Linked DNA regions of Sus scrofa: region 2 is linked to region 1. The links are chromatin contacts, called in public HiChIP or PLAC-seq maps. All regions are on one chromosome and are shown on one strand. Each heading gives the region's core, a stretch centred on a gene start, on an enhancer-like site or on the middle of the called end of the contact. The rest is flanking DNA. Distances are from core to core; before and after follow the strand shown.

The links. HiChIP or PLAC-seq counts read pairs in DNA pulled down with a chosen protein or histone mark.
Region 2: a contact with region 1 is called in an H3K27ac HiChIP or PLAC-seq map of skeletal muscle, with 4 times the contacts expected there. The contact joins two enhancer-like sites. A contact is called at or near these places in 1 of 47 Hi-C or Micro-C datasets (skeletal muscle) and 1 of 2 datasets of contacts at active chromatin or transcription factors (skeletal muscle).

What each region holds. Positions count from the first base shown.
Region 1 is chr8:20,361,848-20,366,466 of Sscrofa11.1, forward strand. It overlaps TBC1D19 (TBC1 domain family member 19), which reads left to right. Exons shown (of 22, transcript XM_013978566.2): 20 at 412-527. Among named protein-coding and RNA genes, the nearest start is that of STIM2, 92 kb to the right of the region's middle. Within about 2 kb of position 3,269, at least 5 of the 83 cell types and tissues checked have an H3K27ac peak or open chromatin away from gene starts, as enhancers often do. A contact at or near this core is called in skeletal muscle, where this site is marked.
Region 2 is chr8:20,585,267-20,590,147 of Sscrofa11.1, forward strand. STIM2 (stromal interaction molecule 2) reads left to right here. Exons shown (of 15, transcript XM_003128897.6): 7 at 1,350-1,527; 8 at 2,060-2,237. Among named protein-coding and RNA genes, the nearest start is that of STIM2, 130 kb to the left of the region's middle. Within about 2 kb of position 2,950, at least 4 of the 83 cell types and tissues checked have an H3K27ac peak or open chromatin away from gene starts, as enhancers often do. A contact at or near this core is called in skeletal muscle, where this site is marked.

The DNA of each region.
Region 1 (4,619 bases), core at 2,019-4,518:
AAGCTCGACTTATCAGTACTACTGCCTCATCTACTTTGTTATATTACAGTAGTTATCTAATATTGAGAATTTCTGAAACGTGAGAGTCCTTTTCATGGAATTTTTTTTTTTTTTTTTAGGGCCACACCAACAGCATATGTGGGTTCCCAGGCAAGGGGTCACATCGGAGCTGTAGTCACTGGCATATGCCGCAGCCACAGCAACACCAGATCCAAGCAACATCTGTGACCTACACCACAGCTCATGGCAACGCCAGATCCTTAACCCACTGAGCGAGGCCAGGAATTGAACCCACCTCCCCATGGATACTAGTTGGGGTCATTACTGCTGAGCCACAAGGGGAACTCCTGATATTGCTTTTTGATGAGAAGAAATTCCATTGGTAAAATTTCTTTCTTTCTCCATATACAGACTTCGCATATCATTTAAATGGATGGTTCGAGCTTTCTCTGGATACTTAGCTACAGATCAACTCTTGCTTTTGTGGGATAGAATCCTAGGATACAACTCTCTGGAAATTCTTGCTGGTAAGAGTAAGTGCTTGTTTGTAAAACACATGCTGTTTCTATAGTAAAGGCCCTTTCCTTTCTAACATTCACCATCTGTATTTGGAATTTGAGTATACAGTTGTCTGTCATTTCTAACTCATGAACATTTATTAAATTTATCTGATTTAGAAGACAGGCCCTCAGGAGTTCCCATTGTGGCTCAGCAGTAATGAATCCAACTAGTCTCCATGAGGAGGTGGGTTCAATTCCTGGCCTCATTCAGTGGGTTAAGGATCTGACATTGCCGTGAACTATGGTGTAGGTCGCAGATGTGGCTTAGATCCCACGTTGCTGTGGCTGTGGCATAAGCCAGCAGCTATAGCTCCAATTTGACTCCTAGCCTGTGAATTTCCATATGCCCTGGGTACAGCCCTAAAAAAAAAAAAAAAAAAAAAAAAAAAACCAAAAACAAAGACAGGCCCTGAGGTTCTATGATCCAGATATGTCACCAGTTTAACCCTAGTCTGTCTTGGTGGTTTCCAGGAAAGTCTATTTCCCCTCCCCTATTCTTAGTCCAGCCAGGCTTATGGTATCAGCTCCCGTGAGTTGTGCAGCAGAGTGTAGGCAGACATCCATTCTTCCCTGGACTCCTCTTAGTGTTCTATTCCAGGCCCCTTCTCACCTGCTACCTAAATCCAAGCTGAGACTGAACTTCCCTGCAGAGTTGACATCTCATCTCTTCTGGACTTCAGTTTATACTGAATTCAGAACTTTTTTTTTTTTTTTTTTTTTTCTTGCTAACAGTCTCTGACTCCTGCCCTGGTGGCTAAGTTTGCCCATTGAGATATTCTCTTAAGCCAAAAGGAATTCATCCTTTTTTCAGGCAGCCACAAAATCCATCTCTCCCTAAGCAGTTTTTATAACAGATATAACAGAGGGCAACTGTATGGTAACACATAGGGCACAGATTTCTTATTCAGTTATTTTGCTTCTCCTTTGTAAAATAGATGCAGTTATTTTTCAGCATTGAAACTATCAGGAAATTGAGATAAGTATTACAGGGTTATCACAGGGACCGAGAGCAGAGAATTTGGCAGAGTGCTGCTTCCAACCATCTCCAGTTGTGTGATATTGAACAAAGTATCTAACACGTTTCAGTCTTTGGTTCTTTACCCAGTGATTGCATTGTGAAGGCACGTCTGTGGGCCATTTGGAAGTAATGCTTAATCAAAGACTCTTTTCTTGCAAAAGATTTTCTAGGTACCATGTCAACATATTTTTGAATGTCAAGAGGTCTAGAATAATTATGTGGCATTTTGAAAAGGACATTAGAGTAATAATAAAGTGCCATGAAGGTAAATGTTGTCCCTGGTACATTCAGAGATACTATTTACTGGTGTTTTTAACAGCTCCTAGTATTTCTAGCTCAATAATTGTAGAGTAATAGAATAATTTCTATCTCAATTGTTTTTAAAGTCCAGGCAAATGTGAGTTAGGGGAAAATGGTCTGCCATCACCTCTTTGGGCTGCGTGGCAGTGATAGATACAATCTAGAGATGGAAGGAAGCCCACAGGTCATCAGGTATAACTTCTTTTAAATATTTCCGACAGGCAGTTCTCATCCTCTGAACATTCGGTGGTAGGTAATCCCTGTCTTATGAAGTAGCCCGTCTTGTGTCTAGATCATATAACTTGTTAAAATGTACCACCACTAAGCCAGGGTCACCATGGTGTTTTTTCTACTCTCTCACCCACCCCCTTTCCCCAACGTCTTCTATTTTCCGGGTTAAGTAGTCTTGGTTTTTTGCTACCATTTCTCAGGTAAAAGGACTTCAGATTTTCTACCAAGTAGCTCTTCTGGGTAGGTCATAAATTTGAAGGCTATTGTATGTACCTTTTTGTATCATTTCAAAAAGATATACAGAGCATATTAAAGAAACGGGTTCAGTGTAACCAAGTGCCTTCTGATAATTATGATTTTCCGAAAGTAGAATGAGCTTTTTAACTGTTACCTGCAGGGTTAAGAGGTTTTCTATATGAAAGAAATGTTGAATTGGAAGACCTTCAAGGCCTCTTCCAATTTAAATTCTCCCATCCTGTCGCTTATCACCTGTCAGCAAACTAACGTAAAAGAAATAAACGAATGTTGAATGCTGCATTTGCTCTAAGCTAGGCACTCTGCTGTGACCTTAATACGTTAATAAAAACGTGATTGATGTGTAGGTAGAAATGCAGCCACACCATTACATCCATTCCCTTTCTCTGAGTGTTTAAAAAAAAAAAAATCCAAAGAGAAGAGATATAGAATATCTAGAAATGGAATTAGACTGAGGCAGTTCCTACCATGGAATTCAGATAAAGAGCCACAGGGTAGGTAATTGCATACAGACGTAGGTGAATTCGTTTTGATTATTTTATACATGTTTTGGTCTGAATATTGGGGACCACCTTTTTTGCCCACGTCAATTTACATAGTCTTTAGAAATGTTTTAGTAAATACTGACTGGTTTTGATTGCAAATTAACTAGGGCCTTTTGAAGAACAGTTTAAAGCACAGGTATCTTAATGTTCACGACAGAGTTGCTTAAAGTAATGAGAACAGTCTAAAGGACCAGATGTAAATATGTGAGTTTCTTTTTTTCATATGAAGCATGCTTTTAGTTGAAAATATCCCAAAGCGTAGACCTTTTCTCCTTGGCAAAGAAACCTGCTCTGCGGAAGGGCTGGGCAAACCAAACATGAGCAAAAGGAAAGGAACTTCTGTGATGTGACACCAAGATAAATAAAGGTTATGAGCACATAAGCGTTGTGGATGCTGAAGTTAATTAGTGAACTGCGCTTTTATTCTCCCTCTTATCTACCTTTGGAAAAACTATTTCCCACCGTGTAGAACTCTTTCCTGCTACAGCAGAAAATTTGACCATCCTGTCCAGCTTTCACCAGCTCAGTGAAATTACACACAAAAAAGGAAAGAGGGACCACACCCCTTGCTTCTAAAATGTCTCCATTGTCATATATGATTCCAGATATGAGAAAACGATACAGAAGTTGCTGGCCCACAGAAATGGCTTTCTTTGATATTCTTGTGAAAATGGAAGCTCAGGGATGTTAAAGTACTTAAGTTTTTCTCCATTTCAATTAAAGGATAAATTCTTTGCCCCAGATCTCTTCTATCCCTTGTTACATATTAAATAATCCCAGTTGATTTGACTTTTCAAATTATTTTACCCTTACCATCTTTTTCCCCCAGCATTTTCCTAACTAGTTTTAATGCTTTTTTGCCAAACTGTCCACAGTCTGCTGTCCTGTCAAAAAATGCCTTTGCTCCCCAGTCACTGGTTCCACTCTGCCTCTATCTGGGGCAATTAAGAGGCCTGGATCCTGACTTCTACTCCATAGGCACAGCCACCTGCTAGGTGGGTCAGAGCCCAGGACCACCAGGGTGTCATCCTTCAGGCCATCTCTCAGGACAGAAGAGAAGACAGTTCTTAGGAAAGCACACAGATTACCGTGGCAGGAATGAGTCATCGTGCTTACTTACCTTCAGTCTCAGGAATGTCATCACTTACTGTTTAAATGCTTGGCTTCTAGAGCCAGAGTTGAGTATTCACTCTACTATTTTCTACCTGTGTGACTCTATGTCATCCAAGCTCCCAGTGCCTCAGTTTCCATGTTAGTAAAATGGTACTTAACTCATAGAGTTGGTATGAGAAATAACTGCTGTTATCGTTATTCCCATAGTAAAAATGTATTTAAAATGTATTTGCATTAGCTATGCAATGTATGTAGGAATAGTCTTCCAAATAATTTTAAAATTCCTCACCATGTATTACCTAAACTTCAAGGACTTGAGAGGTAGGGAATGAACTGCCCCCACTGGTAATGAAAAAAGGGGGAGGAGTCAAGCATCCTCTCCGTACAGTACCGTCTCCTTGTCAGCGTTTCCTAAACCTCTTAAATTGTTCATGGTGACTCATTCTCTTCCATGAGCTTTATGGTGGATTATATAATAAGACGTAACACAGAGTTTCCGTCGTGGCTCAGTGGGAACAAATCTGACTAGTATCCATGAGGACGCAGGTTCGGTCCCTGGCCTTGCTCAGTGGGTTAAGGATCCAGTGTTTCCGTAAG
Region 2 (4,881 bases), core at 1,700-4,199, 220 kb after region 1:
TGATAGTTCAGCCTGAACAAGGCTCCTATTTGAACTAGAGCCTGAGCTGAACCTCTCGGTCTGAGGCAGAATAAAAATAAACCCTTTGGAGGTTTTAGCCTTCTACTAAAGGGTGAAGGGAGAATCTCTTTCCCGTTAGGCGAGGGTCTGCACTCTGGAGACAAGCATAGCTGAGGGTCTCTGGTAGAGAGCACAGTATTTATCACACTGTGTAAATATATATGAGCCCTAAATTGGTAAACATGAGAACTTGCCATTTCTGTAGAGCTCGTCATCTCATTAGACACGCAAAATGTCTTGATGGCGACCTGGACAGTTAGGCAGTTTTTCAATGAAAAACAGTTATCTCTTCATAACAAATACTGCATTATATTGTATTGGTTATCATATCTCTCTCCAGAGAGCCCCCACACTCAGGGATAAACTAGGAAATTATTTGACTGGCACTGTCTTTGTTTTGTATCACTGAAGAAGACAGCAGGCCCTAGCTCCTTGCTCCTGACATTAGAAACCACGCGGGGGGTTGGTCATGCCTGTGCCACAGGGCAGGCAGTCCACGTTTCCCTCTAGTAACCCAGATATCTCTGGCAAGTAGCCACCGAAAACATTACTCATGAAGATCGTTTAACCCGTGGTTTCTCGACCTTGCTACTATTCACATTCTGGGCTGGACAATTCCTGGATAAGTCTTTGTTCCCACCAGAGGTGGGCAGGGAAGAATTGTGCCTTTCTGGATGTTTAGCAACATCCCTGGCCTCTTCCTACCAGAGAAACCAGTAACAAACACCCCCCACTTCCACCTTTCCCGTTGTGGCAAAGTGGAAATTGTCCAGTGTCTGCTGGGGGGAATATCACCTTTGGTTGAGAATCACTGATTAACATCAATTAGTTGCATGCCTGGGGCTAATGCTTTTTGGTGGATGATTAGGATTTCAGTTTGTTGATCAAAGCATGACAGCTGCCTAACTTGTCTAAAGGAAAGGAGTTGGAATAATGGTGATACTCTTTATAGCTTCTTTTACCCGCAGAAGACCTCTCTGTACATGATTGGAGATGCTGTTGCTTTTTCAGAGGTCCCAGGAGTTTTGTCACTGCCTCTTGTACAGAAGGGGCATGGTGCATCCGTGCAGGTTTATCTCTGCTCTCCTGTAGGTCTAGTATATCACATAGTTATAATAAGTACACTGATTATTTGAAAAAAAATTATTAAAAGGCCAGAGCTTGTATAATAGGAGGGATGTTTCCATATTTTGTTTTGGTTTTAGATATCTAATACTTTTTAAAATAAGTGGCTCTGTGTTGAGATTCTATTATACTCAAAGATTAACCATCTGTAATTCTCTTCCTAGGCCCTCCTCATAATTGGATGAAAGATTTTATCCTCACTGTTTCTATAGTAATTGGTGTTGGAGGGTGCTGGTTTGCTTACACACAGAATAAGACATCAAAAGAACATGTTGCAAAAATGATGAAAGACTTAGAGAGTCTACAGACTGCAGAGCAAAGTCTCATGGACTTACAAGAGAGGTGAGTAGGTAGAAAAGACTCTAAACCTTGTTATTTGTGTGGGGAAAATACAGTTGGTGAATCTGTAATATGGGCATGTACCTACACATTTGTATGTAGGTTGGTACATCAGGAATGGTATGTACACCTCATATTTTTAGAAAAGTATCACATTATCATAATTACAGCTTTATTCTAAAAGTATGTGGTAGGGAATAAATGGGTGGAAGACCAGTGGAAATAAATATCGGTAGAATTGTGTCATCGAATTTTATTTTTAACATGATTTAAATACGTATGATTTTCCTAAAAGTCTTCTTGTGATGGGCATTTCCCCGCTTTCCCTGTATTTCTCACTCAAGGTGGCCAGAAGAGCTACGTAGCAGGCTACCTGACGTTTTTGTTGTCCAAGTTTAAGACTGGTAAAAAAACCAGTGCTACGAATTCGGATTGAAACATGTATCCTATTGCTTGATACATATTTATTCTTCATTTAAAGTGATGAAATTTTGGAAACTTTTGTGAGGAATTTTCATTTTTATTGTTCTGTAAGGCTTGAAAAGGCACAGGAAGAAAACAGAAATGTTGCTGTAGAAAAGCAAAACCTAGAGCGCAAAATGATGGATGAAATCAATTACGCAAAGGAGGAGGCTTGTCGGCTGAGAGAGCTAAGGGAGGGAGCTGAATGTGAATTGAGTAGACGTCAATATGCAGAGCAGGAATTGGAACAGGTATTTCATATTTTAAAAAGTATTTGCGAGGGTATTGGTATTGCCCGCTGAGGCGTTTTTCGGGGTTCTGTTCAGTCTCCTGCATTTAGTTCCGTCATGTATCATATGCTCTTCCCTTGTTGGCAAGAGAGCCGTCTGTTCATATTGTTAGCATTGGTCAGTGTTCATATAGCAAAATAACAAAGTACCCACTAAAAGATGAAGTTGCCATCATGTTCAGTCCTTCGTGAAGCCCTGTCCCACGCCATGTTAATTGTCCTAAGTGATTTTAAGGTGTTTCCCTAACCTAACATCTATAGTATGTTTCCGTTTCTGGCTATAACCTAGTACAGTATATCTAATATTAAACGTCTGCAGATGTTAAGAATCTCTATGAAATATCCATCTGAATCCTGTTCTTGGTTTTAGAACATAATCTGCCACAAATTCTGAAGTTGTCTAAAACATACCCTTTCTAATATCTGCTTCTATTGTGCATTTACCCAAGATAGAATTCAGGCATTGCACAATCCTTCAGAAAAGGAGGGGGGGGAGGTCCTGGGAGAATTTAATTACAGGCACTCATATTAGTTTTATAATTCTGCTATAAAAAAAAAAATCACCACAAACATAGTGGCTTAAAACAACACACATTTATTATCTTATAGTTCTTGAAGTCAGAGTCTAAAATAGGTCCTCAGGGCTACATTCCTTCTGGAGGCTCCAGGGGAGGATCTGTTTCCTTGCCGTTTCCAACTCCTACAGGCTGCCTGCATTTCTTGGCTCCTGGCCCCTTCCTTCATCTTCAAAGCATGTCACTCCAACCTCTCTTTCCATGGCCTAATCTCCTTCTGACTTTGACCCTTTCTTTACTGATAAAAAACTGAGGAGCAGAATGAAGAAGAGAAAACTTACTCGAGTTAATGGAGAGTGACTCACTCGTAAAGCAGGGCCCAGAGCCTAGGTATTCTGCCTCCCACTTTGCTTTGTGCACTGTTGCCTTCTCAGTCAGGTATTAAATAAGAAATAAAACCTAGGTAATGGAGGAGTTTCAGTTTCAACTCATGAGAAAATGTTCGGGGGACATTACTACTTCCTTCAAGATTGTCACTTTTGGTAGGAATTGTCTGACTGAATGCAGCTGTCTTTTGTTAACTGTTAACTGTTCTTTCTTTCATACCCCAGACATCATCTGTTTTCTGGTCTTTTCCACGTAAGGAGTTTGTTCTCTAAGCTGACTCCTCGACCTATTTTGCACTCAGGTCGGTTTACCTGATAAACCTGGTCTGTACAGAATGTAGTAAAGAACCAAGGAGTTAAGAAAAAAGGCCCAGCCCAAATGAGACAGTGTCTCAGAATTAGATACGGTGGCCTGTGGTCCTGTGAGAGCCCCATGCCTGTTTCCACCGAGACTTCACCTGAAAAGCTTGTTAGCTGTTTTTCTGAACTTTGGAGATAGGAAAGCAGTAGGAATTCTGTAGAGACATAAACTGATAGCAGTATTTTACAGGAGACCGCCTCACAGTGAGGGAAAAGCCACAACGTAAAGAAGGACCCCCAGAGCACAAACATTCTGGTATGGGGCTTGGGGCGCAGGGGGCCTGCACACCTCAGGGAACCCGAAGATGACGGCGAGGTTATATGCCAGCACAAATGTAGTCATCCTGGTGAGATCCCGAGTCAGTGAGGGTGGTTTAAAGGAGAGAACTGGGTATTTAAAAGCACCTCTGTCCAACATGAGTCCAGAAATAAGGAACCCAATTTTATGAGGGCTTCCTCTGTGCCAGAAGTTTATGCTATGCACAGCGTTACAGATGGTTTGCTTATAAATTGTCATCCTCACTATACGTAAATATTATTCTCGTTTACAGATGAGGATGTGTAGAGGGGTTAAATAATTTGCCTTAGGTCACACAGCTATTATGTAGCAAAGGCAAGATTACATGTATCTTGTTCCAAAGTTCATGTTTTCCCATACTGCTATTAAAAGCTTTTGTTTATAGAAGTGAGTTTAACTGGAAAATTAATTTTCATGTAATGTCATATAATCCACAGTTCCACATAGTTTGAAGAAGCATTTCTGTATCTTGTCTGGAGGGTAATCAGCCTCTCAAAATTAGAAGGCAGGAAAATCTGGTACATAGTTGGTATAGTGTTATTTTCCATAAAACAAAAGCTTTGGGGCGAATAATAGTACCACTTTATATTTTCTGTGGTTTAAATACTTCCCACATAAATTATTTTGTTCTTAAAAGTCTCAAGAAGCCTAAAGTCAGGGCAAGTCATAGTAGCCCTGTTGTACATGAAACAATCAGCCTCAGAAAGTAAAAAACTTGCCGAAGGTCACAGAGGTTATAAATCAGAAAGTTGGGTCCAGAAGCCAGGTTTTCAGATATTTAAGCTATTTGTTTCTGTGACATCATGTTTTTACTTATTGCTGTTCTATGCCTAAGACACAAAAATTATATAAACGATTATTACCAAATTTTTAAATAATTTAATAATTCCTTTTTAAAAGCTATTAATGACTCAATTTTCATTTCATCTATTTCCTTATAAATAACAATGTAATTCAACTGAGGGTTGGAATTCAGGTCAAATGATAAACTCGTGAATACTAACAGAAAATAGTTGCTGTTATTAGAAGGTCCGAATTTAAAATTTT